3 separate regions of the Mus musculus genome follow, and regions 2 and 3 are each linked to region 1. The links are chromatin contacts, called in public Hi-C and HiChIP or PLAC-seq maps. All regions are on one chromosome and are shown on one strand. Each heading gives the region's core, a stretch centred on a gene start, on an enhancer-like site or on the middle of the called end of the contact. The rest is flanking DNA. Distances are from core to core; before and after follow the strand shown. Region 1 overlaps Igf1r (insulin-like growth factor I receptor). Region 2 overlaps Fam169b (family with sequence similarity 169, member B). Region 3 has its middle 42 kb from the start of Igf1r.

What was found. Hi-C and Micro-C count contacts between places; a contact is called where the count stands out from the background. HiChIP or PLAC-seq counts read pairs in DNA pulled down with a chosen protein or histone mark.
Region 2: an H3K27ac HiChIP or PLAC-seq map of thymic regulatory T cells shows a contact between it and region 1, with 4 times the contacts expected there. The contact joins two enhancer-like sites. A contact is called at or near these places in 7 of 484 Hi-C or Micro-C datasets (bone marrow-derived dendritic cells, cerebellum, embryonic fibroblasts and 2 more), 12 of 115 datasets of contacts at active chromatin or transcription factors (CD4 T cells, acute myeloid leukemia, bone marrow-derived macrophages and 7 more) and 2 of 9 other capture datasets (embryonic stem cells and liver).
Region 3: a contact with region 1 is called in a Hi-C map of Sertoli cells, with 4 times the contacts expected there. The contact joins two enhancer-like sites. A contact is called at or near these places in 4 of 484 Hi-C or Micro-C datasets (the HL-1 cell line, Sertoli cells, myocytes and 1 more) and 4 of 115 datasets of contacts at active chromatin or transcription factors (cardiomyocytes, embryonic hindbrain, embryonic stem cells and 1 more).

Annotation. Positions count from the first base shown.
Region 1 is chr7:68,127,740-68,130,461 of GRCm38.p6, reverse strand. All of the region lies in intron 2 of Igf1r (insulin-like growth factor I receptor), which reads right to left. Among named protein-coding and RNA genes, the nearest start is that of Gm51488, 8.1 kb to the left of the region's middle. Within about 2 kb of position 1,326, at least 378 of the 459 cell types and tissues checked have an H3K27ac peak or open chromatin away from gene starts, as enhancers often do. A contact at or near this core is called in Sertoli cells, myocytes, regulatory T cells and 1 more, where this site is marked.
Region 2 is chr7:68,318,874-68,321,588 of GRCm38.p6, reverse strand. The region is part of intron 3 of Fam169b (family with sequence similarity 169, member B); the gene reads right to left. Among named protein-coding and RNA genes, the nearest start is that of Gm16158, 33 kb to the left of the region's middle. Within about 2 kb of position 1,273, at least 42 of the 459 cell types and tissues checked have an H3K27ac peak or open chromatin away from gene starts, as enhancers often do. A contact at or near this core is called in regulatory T cells and thymic regulatory T cells, where this site is marked.
Region 3 is chr7:67,909,214-67,912,102 of GRCm38.p6, reverse strand. No RefSeq gene overlaps it. Among named protein-coding and RNA genes, the nearest start is that of Igf1r, 42 kb to the left of the region's middle. Within about 2 kb of position 1,507, at least 62 of the 459 cell types and tissues checked have an H3K27ac peak or open chromatin away from gene starts, as enhancers often do. A contact at or near this core is called in Sertoli cells and myocytes, where this site is marked.

The DNA of each region.
Region 1 (2,722 bases), core at 77-2,576:
CCTCCCATGTGGGGGTTACAATTCCTACAACCTTAAATCCTGTAAAGCGTGCCCACAAGGTCCTTCAGCTTCTCGCCAGAACTTCCAAACCTTGCCTTTACACTTAACAAAGCTTCCTACTAAATATCTACACCAAATTTCCGTACATTAGTTTTTCTTTCTGCTTGTGAAAGGGGTGGTGGTGGTGGTGAAACTAGTCAAGATCGGATATCCTCTGCAATACCAGCTTCTAGAAAAGAGCGTTTTTGAATGGGATGCCACGTGCTGTGTTTTGCCATATTGCCTGCGCTTCCTGCTTGGAGCCAGAGTAACAGAAACCTTGGGCACTGGGAACTGTTCCGTGCCACGCAAATTCCACTCCGTATCTTCCAGGCAACCCTGTCGCAAATAATTCATGTCCACTACGCCCCTACCACACAGAATACAACTACATTGTGCTGCTAGAAATGGGAAACCTGATTCAGATCAGAGAAGGTAGAAAAACATTTAGTTCAACACAATACTGCCTTTATGAAAAGGGGCGTGCGCCGGGTGGTGGTGTAAATCCCAAACCTGTAAGTGGGGATAGATTTCAAGACGAATTTTGGAAGAAAATGCAGAATCAAAATAGCATCCAGCTTGACTCAGACCAGTAATAATAATAACAACAACAAAAACCCAGCCAGTCCTTCTAGAGCTACGCCTGTTTAGGCTGCGCGGTGCTCTTAATGGCCAGCCAGCCTGTTCTCCTGGGAAATGGTGCTGCTGCTACAGCGTGACTTGCTTTGCGTGCTGCAATAAAAGGAAAACAAGCTTGCACGACCCAATAGCTTCCTTCAGTTTGTGCCTAGCAGCGGGGAGAAAATTAAAAAAAAAAAAAAAAAAAGCCTGAAAAGGGGTCCTGAGGCAAGGTGAATGGAGGACAGGATCCTAGAGAACAGCACTGCCCTGCAGGATTTTTGTAAACAGCAGCCTGTAATGGCCACGGTTAGAGAAAGAAAAACAGACATGGAGGGAAGCGTGTTTACAACTGCAGCAAGGGCGGGAGGCGGAGGGAGGGATTCCCCGGCTCTGCGCTCGGCCCTCTTCACTCCGGTGGGGCCCCGGGGTTGGGCTGAGCTTCAGCTCCCCACCCCAATCCGTGCTTTCTTGGGGGGCCCCCCATCTTGTTTATGGGAAGGTTACTCCTCCTCGGCTCTGGTGATCGCGTCCCTAATACTCCAGCTGCATCCTTGCGGGATGCCAGCTTGACTGACAAGTCCTGCAGCCAATCGCTGGTTGGGCCCTTAGGAAAGGTGGAATTTCCCAACAAACTGATTGGCTGAGAGAGAGGGCGGGCCCTGGTGATTGGCGTGTTATTCCGAGTAGAAAGTAGTAAACAACCTTGGTCCAGGGGCGGTGGGGAGGGCGCCCGGTGCCAGCTCCCTCTGGCTGGCAGGGCGGGGTGGGGAAGCACCCGAGACAAAAGGAATCCTGGCTGCCACAGCGGGGAGGGCAGGAAGGGGGTGGCCCCAAAAGTCAGCACCTGGAGGCGTCGTTTGGAGCCCCCCCCCCCCCCCCCCCGAGCCAGAACTGCTGACTTTAAGCCACACATCGTTTTTTTGTTTTGTGCAGAACCTCAAAGGTTTTGTTTCCATCATTTTCACTTCTTGTATGGCTGACGAAGTCTCCAATGGAATGATAACCGATTTAGTCGCTTTTGTCCAGAAGCCCCTTCCTCACCGTCGAATAAAAATTTAAAATTGTCTTTTACGAAAGTTGCTTTAAATCACACACTAAAATTGTTGCACTATACAATACGCCATTAATGGCATGCTGGTGCACCAGACACACAGCTACATCTTTTGATAGCAAGTTTTAGGAGCTCTGAGCCTATTGGGAGCAGCTGGGATGGAGAACATACACAAAAAGAAACAACACATGACGGCGTTGGGACCACTTGATAAGAAATAAGCGGTTAACTTGCCTTGCCCATAGTATTTCTGGCAGTCTCACTTGAATCTCCCATTCCCTCACTCCAGCTTCACCATCCTTACAGGACCCCAGGCGGAGGAAACCATCTGCTCTTAGGATGGGGGGCTCTGCTCACCCCGCACATAAACATGCTCACAAGTCGCTATCCTGAGCAAGCCTCCTCAATGTAAAAGGGGACCAGGAGGCCAGCCAAGCCGGCTCTCTCCACTTCAATGCTTGTTGAATATACAGAGACCACGTTGTCACTTTTCACAATCAAGATATATCGGTATCACGATATATCGATAACGGGTACTTTATAGGAGATAACAGTGCAAACTGGCCACCTGGCATTCTCCTTTGCCATTCTAGTCCCTCACCTCTGCTATCTCCTATGGAGCCTGCCACAAGCAACCCCAGTAAATGTTCACCCCAAGTCACCTTTGCTGTATAAAACATGGATTTAGGCTTTCCTTGGTCCTTGCAGCCTGGCATCAGACCCCAAACCAGTAGCTACTTTCATTGTAGGCACCCTCCCTCTGGACACTTTGTTCTGTTCCCAGGTCCCTGCCCAGACCACACACATCATTTTACTCAACGTTGGTTTTTATGCTTTCTAGACTTTACCTCTGCCTGCCCAGGAGAGGCCACTGTTCTCCACCGTTCTCCCTGGCCCAGCTACCCCACTTCTTGCAGAAGACTGAAATTTGTTTTCTTAGCACTAAGTCTCTGATAGGGCTTTAATGCTGTATTTAGACTCCACTCCTACGTTAAGACCCTGAACTTCCTG
Region 2 (2,715 bases), core at 24-2,523, 190 kb before region 1:
TCCTATAAAAACACATCAGTATCACTTGATAGGAACAAGACAGGTAGTTTACAGGTGGCCGTCTGTGGTTCAGAAAAAGAAATATCCCACTGACACTGACTAAAACAAAATACAAACCAATATTGAAGCAGTCGATGAGTTAAGAATTGCATTTTCCTTTTTTAGGCTTGGGGATGTATCGCAGTTGGTAGAATGCTTGTCTACTGTGCATGAAGCCGCAGGTTCAATCCCCACCACCACATAAACTGGGTATGTAGACTTCAATGGTATACTTGATGCAGATCCGGCATGCAGGGGCAAGGATGGGAGTAGGGGCGAAGATGAGTAGAGGCAGGAGAGTCAGAAGTGCAAGGTCACCCTCAGTAATATAGCAAGTTCAAGGCCAGCCTGGGTTACATGAGACTCTGCCTCTTTTTTTTTTTTTTTTTTTTTTTTTTTTTCTTATTAGAAACATCTATCAAGGGACTGGAGAGATGATAGCTCAGTGGTTAAGAGCACTGACTGCTCTTCCAGAGGTTCTGAGTTAAAAATCCCAGCAACCACATGGTGGCTCACAACTATCTGTAATAAGATCTGATGCCCTCTTCTGGTGTGTCTGAGGACAGCTACAGTGTACTTAGATATAATAAAGAAACATATATCAAGGATTGGTGAGATGACACAGCAGTTAAAAGCACAGGCTGCTCTTCCAGAGGACCTGTGTTTAAGTCCCAACACCCACATGGCATCTCACAACTGTCTATAACTCCAGTTCCAGAGGATCGGACATTCTCACAGAGACATACACAGCGGCAAAACACCATCAGTGCACATTAAAATAATAAAAAAATAATAAAATAAAATGAAGAGACATATATCAAAGTCCAATCATTTGAAGTTGGAGAAATGACTTGGCAGCTAAGAGCAAAGCCACTGCTCTGGCTGAGGGCCTAGGCTCAGAATTTACAGCAGCCACACACAGCTCACAGCATCTACAAACCCAGTTCTGGAAGAGCTGACACCTCTGCGGGCGCAAGGCACACATGTGGTACCAGACACACATGCAGGAAAATACTCACACACATAATTTTCTAAACAACGTTATCTTTTTCTAAAAAGACATCATTTGCACAGCTCATAACTCCCCAGGCATCCTAAGATCGAATGCTATCTATGGGCTCCGCGTAAAGACAACTATTTCCTGTGTGTTGAGCAATGCCTTGGCATTCGACTCAGCCCTGCCTGCTTTCATGTGCATTTCCTCCAGCCCCATAATGAAGCTATTATCGGCATCGTTTTGAGGACACTGCAGTGCTGAGAGGGAGGTGGCGTGAAGACAACTGGTTAGAAGGGCCAGAGGGAGGGTCTAGCTCTGGACTTCGGACCATAAATCCAGTAAAAGGCCAGAGACGCAGCATGATCTTCAGAATGGGTGGACCATGTGGGGAGGAGCTATCTTTGGGAAAGGCGGCTCTGGAGCAAAGACTCAGGAGCAGAGCACAGTTTTCCTTCCTCCTATCTCACTGTTACTAACTGTGCCGCCAGCACCCTGGTCATTTGCACAGCATCCTCAGAACCAGGTCTGCAGGTAGACACACATTCACCCTGCCCCAGATGCCTCACTAGGGTTGCCCGAGCACGTCAGCCCAGTGTCTAGGAAGCTGCTAGGTGGGCTGGGTATGTGTTCCCTGTCTGCCAATCAATGAGTGGATTGCCTCACACTTTTCTGCCCCCCATCCCATGTATTCAGCCTTTTGCCTCAAATAACCAAGGTAGCCCCTCACTCAGGCCCACTCCGGTCTCACCAGGCCATCCCTACTTAGTGGTCAGGCCTTGAAAGGTGAATCCCACCCTGGCTTCTGCCTCTTTGTTCTCACCTCACATACAAAAGTTCCTTTGCCTGCTTTCTGTTACTTTTTATGCCTTTTTATTAATAGATATTTTAAAAAAATAAAAATAAAACAAAACTACTTCTTAAGCCAGGTACCTGATTCCATGGGTTTGGGAAGCCACACGATTTTAAATTTTAAATTTAATTTTTAAAATTTCAATATATCTAGTAAATTTAGTAAAAATTAAATGTTAAATTTTAAATGCACCTTCCCTTTGAACCCTTTCTAAATGAAGATTTGGGGGACAACGTAATCAAAACCAAGTCATTTAAGATTAGGTTTGCATTAGTAAACACTGTGAACCACCCAGGGTCAGCAACCTCCCCCTCTTTTCCCTGTTCTGCTATTTGAGACGCCTTAGTGGAGATCTGTGAGGACCAGGCTACAAAGCACAAGCTAGAAGCACAAGCCAGACAGTCAAGACTGTCTCAGAACCTGCCCCTCCTCCTCCAAAGACCAACAGCCTCTCTTCTCCCTGCCTGTTAGCTTCTCTGACAACGGTTCGAAAATTCATGCAGCAGGCTGGGAGGGAAGAGCCAATTAAATGCCTGAGGCTCACCTTCACTTAGTCAATGTGATTACTCTCCAAAATGGCAGCTACTAGAACTTGCAGGGGGGCTCTCAACAGCCATGGGGACAAGCTGTTATTTCCCACAAGGTGAACCAGCGAAGCTGTTCGGTCTAGTAACAGACTGTGCCCCCCTGTAACATAAATGTTCGGTTCTCTAAGACTGGTTCAAACGAACATGTTGACAGGGCACCTTTCGAGTTTCACGGCGCACAGCAGGGCCATCCTTCGTCATGTTGGACGATTACAGAATGGATTCAAATGGCCTCATGATGC
Region 3 (2,889 bases), core at 258-2,757, 220 kb after region 1:
CCTATCGAGAGGAAATAAAAACATCCCCCAAAGCGGCAGCACAAGGGCTGTATGTCACCATCAAGGAGGAGGCGTCTGACCTCCCCACATCCTGTCCACTGCAGGCTGTTGCCTGGCATTTTATTGCAGTCATCTCTGAGGCTGTGAGGCAAACCTCTTTGTGGTTTTGATCTGCATTTTCCTGAGAGCTGATGAAGGGGACATCTTTTCATGTGCCTCATCTTTGAATAAATATCTAAGTCCTTTGTCCATTTTCGGTTGGGTTGTTTTCTTATTGAGTTATAAGAGTTCTTTATGGATCGCACATATTAGCACCTCATCAAATGTGCGGCATTCCTTTCCTTTTTCTTTTTCTTCTTTTTTTTTTCCTTTTCTTTTTCTTTTTTTCCATTTCGTTATCTTTCACTTCCTTGAGAACATGGTATTTTACTGGAGAGGTTCGATTCAAACTGCAGAGTCATTTCTGCAGCTCCCCGGCTATTTCGGATTTACGACACGGCTTTCCGTGTTCTAATGAGAAGGGTTATGAAGGGTCAAGTTTTTGTAGGGACACAAAATTGTTTATGAGAAGACTAGTTTGTATGTTCCCTCCGAGTTTTCATTGAGGTTTCCCTTGGCCCCTTTGTTGTTTCCCATTTTGAAAGCGTGGCCAAGTTCCTTTTCTGGTTGTTTGCAGGGAAATGTCTTTGTTGTCAGACGTTAAATTAAACCTTCTAAGTTCTATGGGAACACAGTGTGGCAGCTTCAGATTCCCAAGGCTTGGGTCCCTAGTGGAAATCAGGAGTGGACTTCTGGGGTGGGGGTGGGGGTGGGGGGAATGAGAGTAAAAAAAGAAAACTGCCAACAAGAAAGCAGACCAGAGACCAAGAGACCAGGGGCCTCCTAGCAGGGGAACCCGAAAGAGCACATTCTTAGGAGAGTGACCACCCACAGGAGCCAGCAGCCTTGAGATTGGAATCCTGGACAGAGGGGTGGGGTGTGTGTGTGTGTGTGTGTGTGTTTGTGTACACGAATGAGCAAACAGAGAAGGGGCGGGGATAGGAACTCTTTTAAGATCTCTTCAGGGAGCCTGAGCCTGGGTTTTGTAAATATCTGTAAGCCCAATTCTTTCCACCCTAAGAAATATAGGGACTTGCTTGTTCTCAAAATTGTATTTACCGTTTTTTTTTTTAAAGGAGGTCTCAGTTCTGCCCTCATACTTGAAGCGTCTGCTTGTGTGTACATAACGGTTTCCACTCGAGACACTCAGTTACTCGAACAAGTCCCTGATTCCCCCCCCCCCAACCCAGCCAGGCCCCCTGGAAATTAAATTCCATTCCAGTTTTTTTTTTTTTTGAACTTCACATTTTTGGTTCATGACATAGGGGCCCTGGAAATGTTAAATCTAAAACTTGGTGTGGATTGTCGTTCACAACTTGGGATTTGAGCTGAAAGCCCCATTCATTGGGAGCAGCAAGAAGAAGGCGTGGTGATGAATTCGGCAAGCCTGTCTATTCTCAGCTATAAATAGAGGTGGTTTGTTGCGCGGCTCTCCAGCCTTTAGGCGTGAAATATTTGCCAGCATCTGTGCCATCATGTCCCTGCTTCCGATTTGAGCTGCTGTCTTTGTTTTCTGTTGTATCTGCAGTTGTTCGTTGATAAATATCTTCCATGTCAATGACGTAGAATCCGTATTGCCATTTGTAATTAGAGCTCACATTAAGCTAAGTTTGTCAACGTGGTTTACATAGAAATGTATGTAAATACATAGACTTTTAGTATATATACATAGCTCTGGGAGACAGGTGTTTCATCTGCCTTTGAAGTAGCTAAGAAATTTGCCCAAAGTCACGTGTTCTGTGTTCAGATTGGAGCCTAGAAGGTCCTGATGTGGAGTGTGGGAGTTTTGAGTTTTAAGTTAAATGCTGGTGATTTGGGAGAAAGCAGATAATTGGTCCTTAACAGCCATAGCCAAAGTAGTTTTCCTCAGGAATGGGTCAGGGTTGGCAGAGGAGCAACTGCAGCCACACAGGCTGGGGTGTGAGGCCTGATGGCCAGGGCTGCAATCCATGTTTTAGGACACGCCTTCAGTATGACTGTCCTCATCTGGAAACTGGGCACGGTGGTCATGATGAAGAAAAATATTCCCTCCATCTAAATGGGTGTTGTCAGGATCCCACAGGACTTATGACAAACAGTAAGCCCTTGATAGTAGCCACTCTGACTAAGATTGACATACAAGCTCAAAGCTGGACTTCCAAGAATGGCATGCCTAGAAGTAGAAGTCAGAAAATTCATTTGAAAGCAACAAGATTCCCCACTCCTTTTTCTCTTAAAAACTGTATTATTGTTTAGGGATGGGGCACATCCTGGTGTGTGTGTGTGTGTGTGTGTGTGTGTGTGTGTGTGTGTAGGTCAGAGCTTTGTTGAATCAGTTCTCTCCTACTGACCTTATTTGTTTTTGTTTTTATTTGGGGAGGTGCAAATCCAACTCAAGTCATTAGGCTTGTGCAGTGATCACCTTTACCAGCTAAGCCACCTTCCCAACCTCCTCTTTTGCTTTTTAATGCAACAGTGGGCTTTCCTAGCTGTCAGGTATGAGTTAGTTCATTTAGTAACCATCACAAAACCTTTCTATGGTGCAAAGCACTATATTGAATAGCTCTGGATACAGTAGCAAATCAAACAGACACATATCCCCATTCCCCAGGATGCAGGGCACAACAGTGTGGTAGGGAGACACTAGCTAGTCAATCAACCCTGAGAGAGATAGATGACTCCTTCCCCATGAAGCCTACTGGTTGGCTTTTACTCTTCTAAAATGTATCCTGAAATGTGTTTTCTTCTCCTGCCTAAGAAATCACTGCCTCGTGGAATTGTATGTTGTATATTTTCATGTCTCTCCCTCCA